Linked DNA regions of Pan troglodytes: region 2 is linked to region 1. A link is a contact called in public Hi-C data. All regions are on one chromosome and are shown on one strand. The core of a region is the stretch at or near the end of the contact, and the rest is flanking DNA. Distances in the headings are between cores, read along the strand shown. Region 1 has its middle 140 kb from the start of NECTIN1. Region 2 holds the start of NECTIN1 (nectin cell adhesion molecule 1).

What was found. A called contact is a pair of places that touch in the nucleus more often than the background predicts.
Region 2: a contact with region 1 is called in a Hi-C map of stem cell-derived neural progenitor cells, with 2.4 times the contacts expected there. The contact joins the promoter of NECTIN1 here to the enhancer-like site in region 1. A contact is called at or near these places in 1 of 7 Hi-C or Micro-C datasets (stem cell-derived neural progenitor cells) and 1 of 1 datasets of contacts at active chromatin or transcription factors (stem cell-derived excitatory neurons).

What each region holds. Positions count from the first base shown.
Region 1 is chr9:121,523,539-121,530,288 of NHGRI_mPanTro3-v2.0_pri, forward strand. No RefSeq gene overlaps it. Among named protein-coding and RNA genes, the nearest start is that of NECTIN1, 140 kb to the right of the region's middle. Within about 2 kb of position 2,738, at least 14 of the 24 cell types and tissues checked have an H3K27ac peak or open chromatin away from gene starts, as enhancers often do. A contact at or near this core is called in stem cell-derived neural progenitor cells, where this site is marked.
Region 2 is chr9:121,668,804-121,675,123 of NHGRI_mPanTro3-v2.0_pri, forward strand. NECTIN1 (nectin cell adhesion molecule 1) reads right to left here and starts at 3,082. Exons shown (of 6, transcript XM_016922150.4): 1 at 2,135-3,082. The coding sequence starts at 2,213. LOC101059011 (a long non-coding RNA gene) reads left to right here and starts at 3,239. Exons shown (of 5, transcript XR_001707584.3): 1 at 3,239-3,466.

The DNA of each region.
Region 1 (6,750 bases), core at 1,488-3,987:
TTGCTTGAATCTGGGAGGCAGAGGTTTTGATGAGCCAAGATCGTGTCTCTGTGCTGCAGCCTGGGTGACAGAGTGAGATTGGGTCTTAAAAAAAAATTACCTGGGTATGGTAGTACCTGGCTGTAGTCCCAGCTACTCCAGAGGCTGAGGCAGGAGGATTGCTTGAGTAGAGGAGGTTGAGGCTTCAGTAAGCAATGATCATGCTACTACCCTCCAGCCTGGACAACAGAGTGAGACCCTATCTCTAAAAAACAAGTAATAATAATAATAACAACAACATAAGCTGTTCATTCGTCATTTGCTATTCTTTGTATCACAAATTTAGGAACCTGAAGATAATGGGTGAGGCAGCTAGTCAGGAACAGAATCCCTTTGAACAATTGCTCCTGGGCCTGGGTGGAGTATGAGGAGGGATGTGTATGACTGAATTCCCAAACTCCTGTCTCTCAGGGCCTGATCAGTTTTGCAGGGCTTAGACCGCTCTGAGCTATTTTTCTTTTCTCACCATGTTCTCTACTGCCCCACACCATGAGGCAAGGGCTCAGAGGGAGTTCAGTGAGAAAAGAATTTGGAAAAACGCTCAGGCATCAATATGCAAAGTCCTTGTTTAGAAATAGGAAACTGAGGAAGACAGGACCCCCTGGGTCATCCAGATTCTGTAGAAGAGGAAAAATACCTTTTCCTTCCACCTTTCTTAGGTTCATTGGCTGGAACACCTGTAACAAAAGACAGATTAACAAGAGAAAAACAAACAGAAGTTTATTAACCTCTATACCTCATGTACACATGGGAGATGCCCAGGGAAAAAGGAGTACATCTCAAAGAGGTGGTTTAGAATTCAGGCTGAAATACCATCTTCAGCTGAAACGAAGAAAGAAGGGTATGAGGGAGGCCAGTTATGGGGAGGTGACCAAGAAAAGCACAGTAAACAAGAGTAAGGTTTGCTATGCATATTAAAGTCAGTGCTTATCCATTGATAAGTCTCTAGTGATTTGGAGACATCCTTCTCTTCCTGGTACAGAGAGGGAGACATCCTTACAAAGGGAGATTTCCTTTGTAAATGTAAATTTCCCATACGAAAGGGTAACTTCTACTCTGTTTTCAGTTTCTCCTGTGTCTGCAGATTCTCAAAATAATTAACTCAAAATAATCCTTATGCCAGAGAGGCATATGCTAGGGTGGTATATTCTGGTCCCCTACAGTCATATTTTGGTCTCCTACAATTTACAGAGAAAACTAATGTCAGAGACGAGACTAGAAGCCAGCACAAGATGTATAGAGCCAAAGATATGTTGCTGCCATTCTGGGTGAAGGAGCCCAGAATCTAATGTGGTGTCTGCTCCTTCTCTTACCTGGGCACAAACCGAGATCTTTTTTTTTTTTTTTTTTTTTTTTTTTGAGATGGAGTCTCGCTCTGTCGCCAGGCTGGAGTGCAGTGGTGCAATCTCAGCTCACTGCAACTTCCACCTCCCGGTTTCAAGCGATTCTCCTGCCTCAGCCTCCTGAGTAGCTGGGACTACAGGTGCATGCCACCACGCCCAGCTAATTTTTGTATTTTTAGTAGAGATGGGGTTTCACCATGTTGGCCAGGATGGTCTCGATCTCCTGATCTCGTGATCCACCCGCCTTGGTCTCCCAAAGTGCTGGGATTAGAGACATGAGCCACCGCACCCAAACTGCAATCTTAAAGGAAACCCAGCCTCACGCTTCGTCTTTTCTCATGTTTCCCCGCCCCTCTTCTCTTGCTCAGGTGCTGGCAGCCTGTCTAGTGGAGGGTTGCTCTGGATGCGGCAAGGTTGGACAGGATGAGCTCTAGAGAGCCAGGGCTTTTGATCTTAGACCTGGGGAGAGGTGGGACCTGGGAGGTGAGCTGCAGGTAACCCAGTTGCAGTAGCCATTAGCCAGCTGTGAGCCCTTGGGAACTGGGAGTCAGGACTCCTGGGATCTGCCTCCTTTCTCTCTCCTCCCTGGTCTTCTGAGGCCAACTCATCTTTGGTTTTCCACTGGGAAATGTTTTCACCTCTCCAAACCTGGACAGAGCGCCTCCTCCTGGCTGAGTGGGGATGTTCTCCAGCGAACCTTGGGACCTTGTGGAGCAACACTGCACACATGGGGTTCATCAAAAAGCCATTTGCAGGCCGGGTGCGGTGGCTCACGCCTGTAATCCCAGCACTTTGGGAAGCTGAGGCGAGTGGATCATCTGAGGTCAGGAGTTCAAGACCAGCCTGGCCAACATGATGAACCCCCATCTGTACTAAAAATACAAAAATTAGCCGGGCGTGGTGGCGTGCATCTGTAATCCCAGCTACTCGAGAGACTGAGGCAGGAGAATGGCTTGAATCCAGGGGGCAGAGGTTGCAGTGAGCCAAGATTGCACCACTGCACTCCAGCCTGGGTGACAGTGTGAGACTCTGTCTCAGAAAAAAAAAAAAATGCCATTTGCAAGGGTGAGAGTTGCATCCTCTGAGCCCCTAGCCCCTCCTCCTTGGCCTGAATGCAGGAATGGCAGGCTTGGGCACTAGTTGGATGGTTGGAGGAGGACTCCAACTCAGAGCAGAGCAGCACGCGGGGCCTAGAAGGCAGTATGGGAGCCACTTCTAGGTTCTGGAATGTGCAAACTCAGCCACGCACAAACCCTCAGCTTCCGGCCCAACCTCCTGCTGAGTTATTGAGGCAGATAATGGAAGAGGGGGGGCGCCTAGAAACCCCCAAGCCCCTCCTCCTGCCCACTGTGTCCTCCGAATCCCTCTCCCGCGGCTCCGCGCGGCGGAGCTCAGGGGCGCAGGCTCTTAGAGCTGCGGTGGGGCGGGGGCCGCGGGACGTCCGTTTGTTCTCCGCGGAGGAGGCGACGCGCCGCCAACGACCGCAGCTCCACGTCCCGGCGCTTCTGGGAGCCGCCCCAGCGGGAGCCAGGGAGAAAATGAATCGCCTTGAGTGACACAGGACATGGCAGATTGGAAGTTTAATTTGGGTATCTCTTTAGAACGCCCCCCACGCCCACCTCCTCTGCTCCCACTTAGCATCCAGCCGGCGAGAAAGCCCTGCTCCTCACAAATTGCCTTGTCGGCTCGGAGAAAAATGCCAGCGTGACTGATTGCTAGGTGGGTCCCTCCAAGTGCGCGGGAAGGAACCGGCACGACCGCACAATGCTCCTTCCTACAGAGACGCGGCGTCGTGCCAGAGCCGGAGATTTGAGTCAGACACCGGGAAGGACTGCCCGTGGAGGAGGGCGGCTCGTGGGGCTGGGGGTTTGTTTAGGGGTCTCTCGGGTCCAGAGGGAGGGCCAGGCGACCCTGGCTGGGGTCTGGTGGCTGTGGGGGGCCTGCGGGGCCCAGAGGAAAAGGCCGGCACCCGGTCCGCGAGAGGGGGCACGTACGGGGCGCGGAGGCGGAACGCAGCCCCCAGCAGACGGACAGCCTTCCCCAGACTGCTTGGAGCTCGGAGCCCGGCGCCGAAACCTGCAGATCACAACCTGTCAGTCGCGCTTTCCCGGCAGCCTCACCTGCCTCCAGATCTTTCCAAACAAGGAAAGGAGCTGCAAACATGGCAATCACCTTCCCGGCAGCGGCAGACAGCTGCCAGGGAGCAGCAGGCGACGAGCCAGCCCAGTCAGGGAGGCGGAGACGTGATCAGGCTGCGGCAGCCCCCTATACCGAGCTAGAGCTCGGGCGGACCCCGCCCCCCGCCGCAGGGACTTTGGTGGATGTCCAAGGTCACCCTCAGCTCGGCAGGGGTTCAGCACCGGAGCAGCCACCTGTTCAGGTGGCAGTTCTGGAAGGACCCCTCGGGGCTGGGGGAGGGTGGGACTAGGGCCGCACCCTGGCTTTTGCTAACCATTTATGTGACTGGGGCAAGCTCCCTGGCCTTGGACTCTGACCACACCGCACAGGGCCTGGGGTCGCTTCCATGCAGCTCTCTCATTCTGATTCTGGAGATCTCTTGGGAAGAGCTAAGAGTGGCTTGTAGGCCCTGAAGCTGGGTAGGGCCCAGAAACCACACTTTCTAGGCTGTGGAGTGGCCCTGATCCTCTCTTCATTGTCCAGATTATTGCTTGAAGCCAACTCAGTGGGGTGTTGAAGTGGCTAATCCAAGCTACTTGAGATGAAGAGGTGTTGGAGGTCTGACCCGGGGTAAACCTGAGTGATCCCGGACTCAGGGCTCTCAAAAGGCTGGAATGAAGAACCTCCTTTGGAGGGTTAATATAGGAGAATTTAAGGGGTTCCCACCTTCCTTCCCATCAGCCTGCTTAATGTTACTACCCATGCCAAGGACAGCCCGATGGGTGCGCCAGCTTCCCTTAGAACTGACTGCCTTTTACTCCATGAACTGTTTGAGATTGCGTGGGTTCTTCTGAGTTCTTGAAAGTATGAGGACAAACAGAAGGGAGGATGCTCTCAACATGAATGTGGATAATTTGCCCCCAGTGAAGCCGCAGTGTGGCTAATTCACCTGTACAAATCAAGAGATGGATGCCTTTTCCATCTGGTCTCATTCAGATGTCTTCTCAAATCAGAAAATATCTACTCTTTAGCTCCCAGCCCAGGTAACACTTACTACTCCTTCACCAAGCCCACCTTCCCAGCTTCCTCACATACAGTAGCGGATGAATCGCCCCCCCCCCCCACCCGTGCCACACGGAACAGGGCCATCAAAGTGGCCCTAGGCCAAGGGGAGGTCTCTGCCCCCTTCCCCAGCCCTGGGCTACCCTTGGGTCCTGCTCCTCCGGCCACTCCCCTGTCCCTGGCCATGTGGGGAGGAGGCTGCCCTGGTCATGGCCGCCTGCCTGTCATTCCTGACTCACCACCATCCCCAGGTGTACCATTCCTGCCGTCTGCTCAGCTGCAATTGAAGGCTTTAACTTTGCACACTTTGGGATCACAGTTGTGTCATTGGAATAAATTAAGCAGGTCTCAACCGCCTCCCCCACCCCAGGGAAAAAAAAAAGCCGGGGGGGCCCTAGGATGAGAAAGCTGGAGGGAGCGGGCAGGAATCCACTTAAAACTATTCCTTAAGCTTAAAACATGGTGTAGGTGGGGAAAATATCATGATCAGATGGAAGTTAGGGTGGCAGAGAATGTCACCAAGTCATCTTGATCCATTGCAAGAAAGAGGCTGGGATCTGGGTGCCGAGGAAACCTTCACCAAGCTATGTGAAGAAGACTCAGCCTTTCCTCAGTATCCTAGCTAGCTCCCCCTTCCCGTGCCACACCTATTCTACTCTCTAAAGGGGCTTAACATCCTCATGCTCTCTGCTTGTTCACCAAGTTTTCAGCAAAGTATCTCTAATAGTCATTTACACCTGCATTAGAAGATAAGTTCCCGGGTGACAGCTTATGTAAATGTTCAGGTCAACTTTTCAGAAGGTATTTGCTATGGTTTGAATGTGTCCCTCCCAAAAGCATGTGTTGGAGACATAATTGCTATTGTAACCATATTAAGAGGCGAGCCTCTTAATACGGTGGCTCATGCCTGTAATTCCAGCTATTTAGGAGGCTGAGGTGGGAAAATCGCTTAAGGCCAGGAGTTTGAGACCAGCCTGGGCAACATAATGAGACCCCATCTCCAAAAAGTAAAAACATAAAAAATTAGCTGGGTGTTTGTAGTATGGCTATTAGCAGGTAGTTGGTGCCAGCTACTCAGGAGGCTGAGACTGAGGTGGGAGGATGGCTTGAGCCTAGAAGTTTGAGGCTGCAGTGAGTTATAATTGTGCCATTGTACCCCAGCCTGGGCAACAGAGAGAGACCTCGTCTCTAAAAAAACAGAAAAAGAGGCTGGGCATGGTGGCTCACACTGGTAATCTCAGCACTTTGGGAGGGTGAGATGGGCAGATCATGAGGTCAGGAGTTCGAGACCAGCCTGGCCAACATGGTGAAACCCCATCTCTACTAAAAATACAAAAATTAGCTGGATGTGGTGGTGTGTGCCTGTAATCCCAGCTACTTGGAAGGCTGAGGCAGAAGAATCACTTGAAACTGGGAGGCGGAGGTTGTAGTGAGCTAAAATCATGCCATTGCACTCCAGCTGGGGTGACAGAGCAAGACTCTGTCTCAAAAAAAAAAAAAAAAAAAAAAGAAAGAAAGAAAGAAAGAAAAAGAAAGAGGCAGGATCTTTAAGAGGTGGTTAGGCCATGAGGGGTCTGCCTTCATGAATGGATTAATGCCATTGGCCATTGTCTCAGGAATGGGTTCCTTATAAAAAGAGATTAGCCCTTCTCTCTGTCTTCACCCTCTTCCTCCCCCCTCTCTCTCCCCCACCTCCTCTCTCTGTCTCTCCCGCTCTCTCTCGCTCACCCATGTGATGCCTTCTGCCATGCTATGGTGCAGCAAGGGCTTACCAGACGCCACCCCCTCAGTCTTGGACTTCCCAGCCTCCAGAACCATAAGCCAGTAAATTTCTATTCACTATAAATTACCCAGTCTGAGGTATTCTGTGGGAGCAGCACAAAACAGACAAAGATGATATTCATATTTAAATAATGTAAGACTTTTTATATCTAACTCTGGACTTTCTTCTCTGGTAAAAATAAGATCAATGTTGATAGCACTTGGTCTCAGAGCCCCTGACGTTAGCACTAAGTTATAAGCACTTACTCTGCCATCAGATATGGTGGCCCTGCTGAGGCTCTGGCAGTAGGACGAGCCCAAAGCAAAGAAAGTGGTCCCAGTGCCCTTCCCTCCTTCCACTTCCTGCTCCAGGTTGATGGGCTGGACACAAGGGTTAAGATTAGGGGATCTGGCCAGGAGCAGTGGC
Region 2 (6,320 bases), core at 1,832-4,331, 150 kb after region 1:
TCCCTGCACCCGTGGACCCTAGAGCAAGCAAGCAGAGAAGGCACCAGGAGCCCAGCCACTGGGCAGAGGAGCTGGGCGGTCCGGGAACTTCGGCGCACGGATGCTACCCATCAGTCAATTACAGTCAATGGAAGAGCATTTATTAAGTACCTCTCTCAACCCTGGTTCCTTTCTCTGCATCCCACCCTTTCACGTAGATTTTTGGCAGGGGTTGAATCCACCTTGATCCAGGTGAGTTCACCTCCCTGCTCCCATTTCCTGAGTGGGTGGAGCACAGCAGGCCTCTAGCCCCCAGTGAAGGAATTAACCATGAAGGAATCACAAAGCTGGGGAAAGAGAATAACAAAAGGAAGGAGAATAGGGTGAGTTCCTTCCCCTTCTCCCAACCCTTCCCACCACCCTTTGTCCATCCCAGGATTACGTTAACCCCTAGTGTGCTGGACCAACCAGAGCTCTGGGAAGCTCTCCTTTCTCTGGGTTCCGGATGTGGACATATGTAATTGAAGGGTTCCTGGAAGCTCAAATCCCCATGGCCAGGCAAGTCCTAGAGCCCGAACTTCTGTATCTCTGGCTGGCTTCCCAGGCCATCCAGTGTGAGAAGACCTCTCACTCTCACCAAGACCACCCTCTGGGGGCAGGGTGGGCAGTGACACCTGTGAGCCCTGGATTTTCCCCACCCCCCACATCCAGCAGGGCAGCACCCCAGGCTTCACGGGTGGAGGCACCCCAGTACTGGCTTTCACAAACTGCTTCCCAGACATCCACCACTTAGTGAGATTGGCGGGGCCCTCGTAGTGAGCTGGCTGGCAGCAGAAGAGGCATAGAAGGGAATGAGGCCAGGCTTCTGCCTTCCAGGAGTGCACCCTAGCCCCGGAACTAGGCAGCCAGACTGGTCCCTCGATAACAAACTGTCTGGCCATTCTGCGGCAAAGCACATTGCAGGAACTCGGGATCTAATATTCCTGCCCCACGAGGAGATGGTCTCTGTACACTGACCCCCTATTCTGCCACCCCAAGGCGGGGACCACGTGCTCCAGTCAAGCTCCGCCCCCCTCCCCAAAATCCCATCTTGCTAGAGCTGCAGGTCGTCTCTGGTTTCTACCCAGAGAGCTGGAGGAACTCCCCACACCCCTTGACCCACGCTTGGTGTCCAGTCAGCCGGCGAGCTCGGCAGCTTCCCCAGGGACACAAAGGGTTAAATCCAGGCGAGGGGACTCGGTCGGATTTGCCTCCTAAACGCATTTTCCAGTTCATTCCCCAGCACAATATGCCTGGGCTGGTCCCAGCCTCCGTCCCCACCCCACCCGTCAGAATGGGCCACCAGGGCCACCCCGGGGTCGGGCGCGAGGTTAACCCCTCGGCTGCCGGCAGCCCGCACCTCGAGGAAGGACACGCGGGGCACCCTCGGGAAAGTGGGTCATGCAGCTACTTGGATGGCAGGAAGCCCGCGGTGTCTCCTCCAGGGAGAGCCCCCAGAGCTGGGAGCAGAGTTCCGAGGGGGAGCCCGGTCCCGCGCCAGGCCGGGAGGAGGCTGCCCCGGCCTCACCCTCCAGGAAAGGAACCGCAGGTGAGCGAGGAGCCGCCTCTGCCGCAGCAGCCGACTCTCCGCGCCCGCTGTGGGGCGGTGTGGGGCGGGAGGGGGCCCGAGCGTCCTGAGCCGTCTGGCAAAGGGGCCGCCGAAAGAGACGAAGCCCCCCCGCCATACTCCAAACCCGCAGCTCTGAGACTGACGCCCTCCCCCTGGGGCTGTTGTCTCCCACCCCAAGACGGTGATTACGGTGATTATTTTGCATTTATGTAACACGCAGTGTTTCCAAACTGCTTCCCGAGCAGAGAGCTGGTTATTAAATAAATAGAACGCTATTACATATTATTATTTTTTGTGAAGAACTGAGCGGAGAAAGTGCTTTCATGCTACATAGAGACGTGCATCTGACTGCTTCCCTGCAGGGCAGGCGGTTCGGCTTCTCAACCTCTTTCTCCGCCGTGCCACCTCCCACCCCCTTTACCCAAGCCGTGACCCAACTTTTCTGGCTCCTTTCACTCCCCACAATCCAGTCGTGCCCGCCATCCGGCTCCCAGCCCCGGGGAGGCATTGGATGGGGGTGGGGACAGCAGAGGTGAGCGCTCTTACCTGGGAGGAAGAATGCGGTCAAGCCGAGAGCGAGTCCCCACCAGCGTCCAGCGGCGCCCGCAAGCCCCATCCGAGCCATCGGGGGCCGGGGGGCCGGCGAGAGGGGCGGCGAGGGCAGCGCTCCTCGCGCAGCAGAAACCAGCCCGGAAGATGAGGGAAGATCGCTGGCGGTCGGCGGGCGCTCGAAGGATCCAGGTCAGCTGCAGCCGTCGGCCGGGGCGGGGTGGGCTGGGTGGGATCCGCGCGGCCGCAGTCCGGGCCCCGGGCCGCCGCCGGCTCAGAGGCTCGGCAGATGCCCGCCGCAAGTTGCACGAGTCATGCCCCTTCGCCTCCTCCGCTCTCCTCCCGGCGCCGGTCCCCGCCCTCTTCTTCCACGCAGAGCGGGGCTGGGGAGAGGGACCCACCCCCGGCTCGCCCGGCTGCCCGGTTGCGCGGCGCGGGCTCCTGGCCCCGGCGCGCTCACACCCTCCCGCTCGGCTCCAACTTGCAGGCGTCCATGGCCGGCCGTCCTCCGAGGGTGGCGGGACGCACCCGGGCGGCGCGGAAGGCTCGGGGCCCAGGCGGCGGGCGCGGGGCTCGGTGGTCGGCGGCCCGGGTGGCTCTGGCTGCGCGGCCGGGCGCGAGGAGAACGGGTCGGAGGCGCCGCGCGTCCCAGCCGCCGCCGCTCTGCCGGGTGCCGGCGATCCGCAACAATGTGGAGCCGCGCTCGCTGCTCTCGCTCTCTTTCTCTCACTCGCCGAGCTCCAGCCTCTCACCCGCTCGCCCGTGATGTCAGCCAGAGGGGAGGGGTTAGCGTTAACCCCCTCCTGGCCTCGATGCGCGCCCGCCGGGGCCCGGTCGGAGCCCGAGCGCACGCGCCTTCCCGACCGAAGCAGAGGCGGATCGCGAGCGCGGGCTGCGGGGTCCGGCTCAGGACCCTCGCTCGGGAGCTACCCCTCGGCCGCCTGCCAGCTGGGGAGCCGGCTGGAGCGCGGGCTGCCCTCCTCCTCCGCTGACAAAGGCAGGCAGTGACCCCTAGCGGCCGGCGGCGCCGAGGCGCGGCGGGTGGGGGTGGAGTTAGGACCGGGCCGGGGGCGGCGGTGGAGGAGAGGGCGGGATGGAGAATCCCGGCTAGCAGCGTCGGAGCTGGCAGGGCTTCTGCAAGCCCTCTGCTCCCACCCTGGCCCCATTTCACAGACGAGGAAACAAAGGCCCAAAGAAGAGTTCCGCCCGGGACGGAACGTGGCATAGCTCGCAACAGAACCCAGTCTCCGGAGATCCCTCTCCTCTGCACCACTTGGACGTTCCACGGGGAGGCAGCGGTGCGCGGGGCGACGGGGAGCTGCCAGAGAAGTCAGTGGTGGGCATGAGTGGGTGAGACGGGCCCACTGAGGTTTCTGGTAGAGTTTCTTTTCTAATCCCTGCTCCCTTCGGGGGTTCCTTTTCCAAAAATTGAAGCACCCCGCGCCCCGCCCTTGCCCAAACATAGCCTGAAAACGAGCTCTCCTCCAGTTTCCAGGACCTTAGTTTTGAGAGATTTGTGGGATTCCCGCGAAAGTGGATCGTCCAGTCAGTGTCCCTGGCAGGGCAGGGACTCTCCGCCCCATCCCGTTCACCACCCACCACATCCGGGTGTGGTAGGATTTCTGCCAAGGCGACTGCGCCCTCCGGGCCTGCCCTCTTCCCCTTACTCTGGTCCTCCTATCCCCATCCCCTCCCCCTGGGGGAGGAAGACAGACAGAGTTTCCCACTAAGGAGAGCCGAATTCTCCCCAGACCCTGGCCGGACACTGCTCCCTCTACCCTTTGCCCAGCCCTCTAGGCGGGCAGGAGCAGAGGGGAAGTGGCTGTTTCTGATAACACGTAAATTCTGGTTCCTCACTGGAGAAGGGGCAAAGACAGCGCCATATTCCCACTGTCTGGAATCCGGCCCTGGAGTGTCTCGGTTTCTCGCGGAAGTAGTCAGATCTGGCATTGTCATGAACACTCACCCACTCACTGTATGGTCTTTTACATTTAACAAATGTAACCTGGGCTTTCTTTGTGTCAAAACACAGCGCCTGGCTTGGGGATACAGAGACATCATCATTGTCCTGAAGGAACTCAATCTAGTTGAAGGGTGGGGGAAGACAGACATAGAAACGGATGTCGTAAACAAATATTTAATATGGGATTGTGTGGGTTTGGTGGGTCACAGAAAAAGTGCCCAGTTTAGCCCGGGGTGGGGTTGGTGTAAAGGCTTCAGGGAAGTGAACACAGGGTCTCGGTGAGTCATCTATCAGACCAAGGTAAGTGCTGGAGGGCAGAGATATAAAAGAGACTGGATTTAAGGTAGAGGGTCAGCACGAGCAAAGGAATGAAGGTAAGCAATGGTCAGGTGAGTAGGGGGCCCACAAAGGGTTGACTGGTTTAGCCTGAGCCTAAGACTTGAGGAAAGGAGAGGTCTGCAGATTCGTGAATCATGCCCGGTAGCTGCTACGAGGGTTTTAAACTGGGGAACACGCTATCAGATTTAGTTTGTGGCAGCTGGGAATCTCCCATCTGGCTGCTGAGTGCTTTAAGGGCCAGGGTTGAATTGAATTCATTGTGGTGGCCTTCAGCTCTGTGCCAGGCACATTGTAGGAGCTGAAGGCATGGTTTGAAGGGGCAATCCCAGATGTACCAAGGTCTTCTTGTTCCCTGCTCTTACCCTCCCATCCTCTCCATCTTTTATTTTAATTTAATTTAATTTAATTTAATTTTATTGAGACAGAGTCTTGCTCTGTTGCCCAGGCTGGAGTGCAGTGGCGCGATCTCAGCTCACTGCAACCTCTGTCTCCCAGGTTCAAGTGTTTCTCCTGTCTCAGCCTCCCGAGTAGCTGGAATTACAGGTGTGTGCCACCACGCCCGGCTAATTTTTGTATTTTTAGTAGAGATGGGGTTTCGCCATGTTGGCCAGGCTGGTCTGGAACTCCTGACCTCAGGTGATCCGCCCTCCTTGGTGTCCCAAAGTGCTGGGATTACAGGCATGAGCCACTGTACCCGGCTGCACTCTCTCCATCTTTAGGTCAGGCTTCTTTGATCCTCTGATCTTAAATGAGCTTCCAAAGAGGGTGCGGCCAGCAGGGAAGATGTGGCTGCCTGGGGATTGGTTGGGTGGAGAAGATGGAAGCAAGTAAGTGATATAGTATGGTTGTTCACTCATCATCTTTAAACAAGCAGGGAAGGTTGCTGGGGGAGGGGACATTTAACTGAGACCCTGAAGGACAGATCAGATTTGGACCAAAAGAGGCAGGAGAGAGACTCCTAAGTGGAAGGAACAGCTTGTACAAGAACATGGAGGTGCGCGGAGGTGGGAGAGGTGACACCTGTGTTAGGACAGTAGGCATTCCAGTTTGTTTTGCGTTTTAGAGATGTATAAGAGAAAGGGACAGGTAGGCGCAAACAGAAGGCAAAAGGACCAGAAGATTTCCTTTAGTGACAGGGAAGAAACACAGGACCAAGCATGCAGGAAAGCAGGCTTTGGTTCCTGCTCTTAAGCTGTGAGCCCAGGAGTCACTCTTGCTTCTTACCTCTTCCTGAACCACCATGTTCCAATTTTGTTGATTCTGCCCCTGAGATATATATATATATATAGTCTAGTGACATTGATATGCCCCTGATATGCCCCTGAGATATATATATATCATATATATATAAAGTCTAGTGACATTGCTCCATTTCTCCTGTTATTAATCTAGTCCATGCACTCATGATTTCTACCTGGTCTTTACAATACTTTCTGACAGTATAGCCAGTCTGCACTGAGATGGGGAGTAAAATGTAACGGTCCAGCACATGGAACTCTGGAGAGCTAATCTGCCTGGATTGGAATTCTTAAACTCCAGCTCTGACACCCAATAGCTATGTGTCCTTGGGCAAGTGACTTAACTTCTCTGTGCTCAGGTACCTTCTCTGTAAAACAGGGAGAAATAAGAGCACCTACCTCTTGAAGTTGTGAGGATTAAATGAGCCTTGAGCCAAACATGTGAAGTGCATGGAACAATGCCTGGTGTACAGTAAAAACGGTCTAAGTATTAGTCATCATTATTATTGTCATCTGTCTCTCCACATCCAGCTTTCCCCTTCCTGAAAATGGTTTATATATATTTTACAAGCTTTATTTTGAAATAATTTTGGATTTGCAATAGAGTTGCATAAATGGTACAGAGTTTTCATACGCCCTTCAT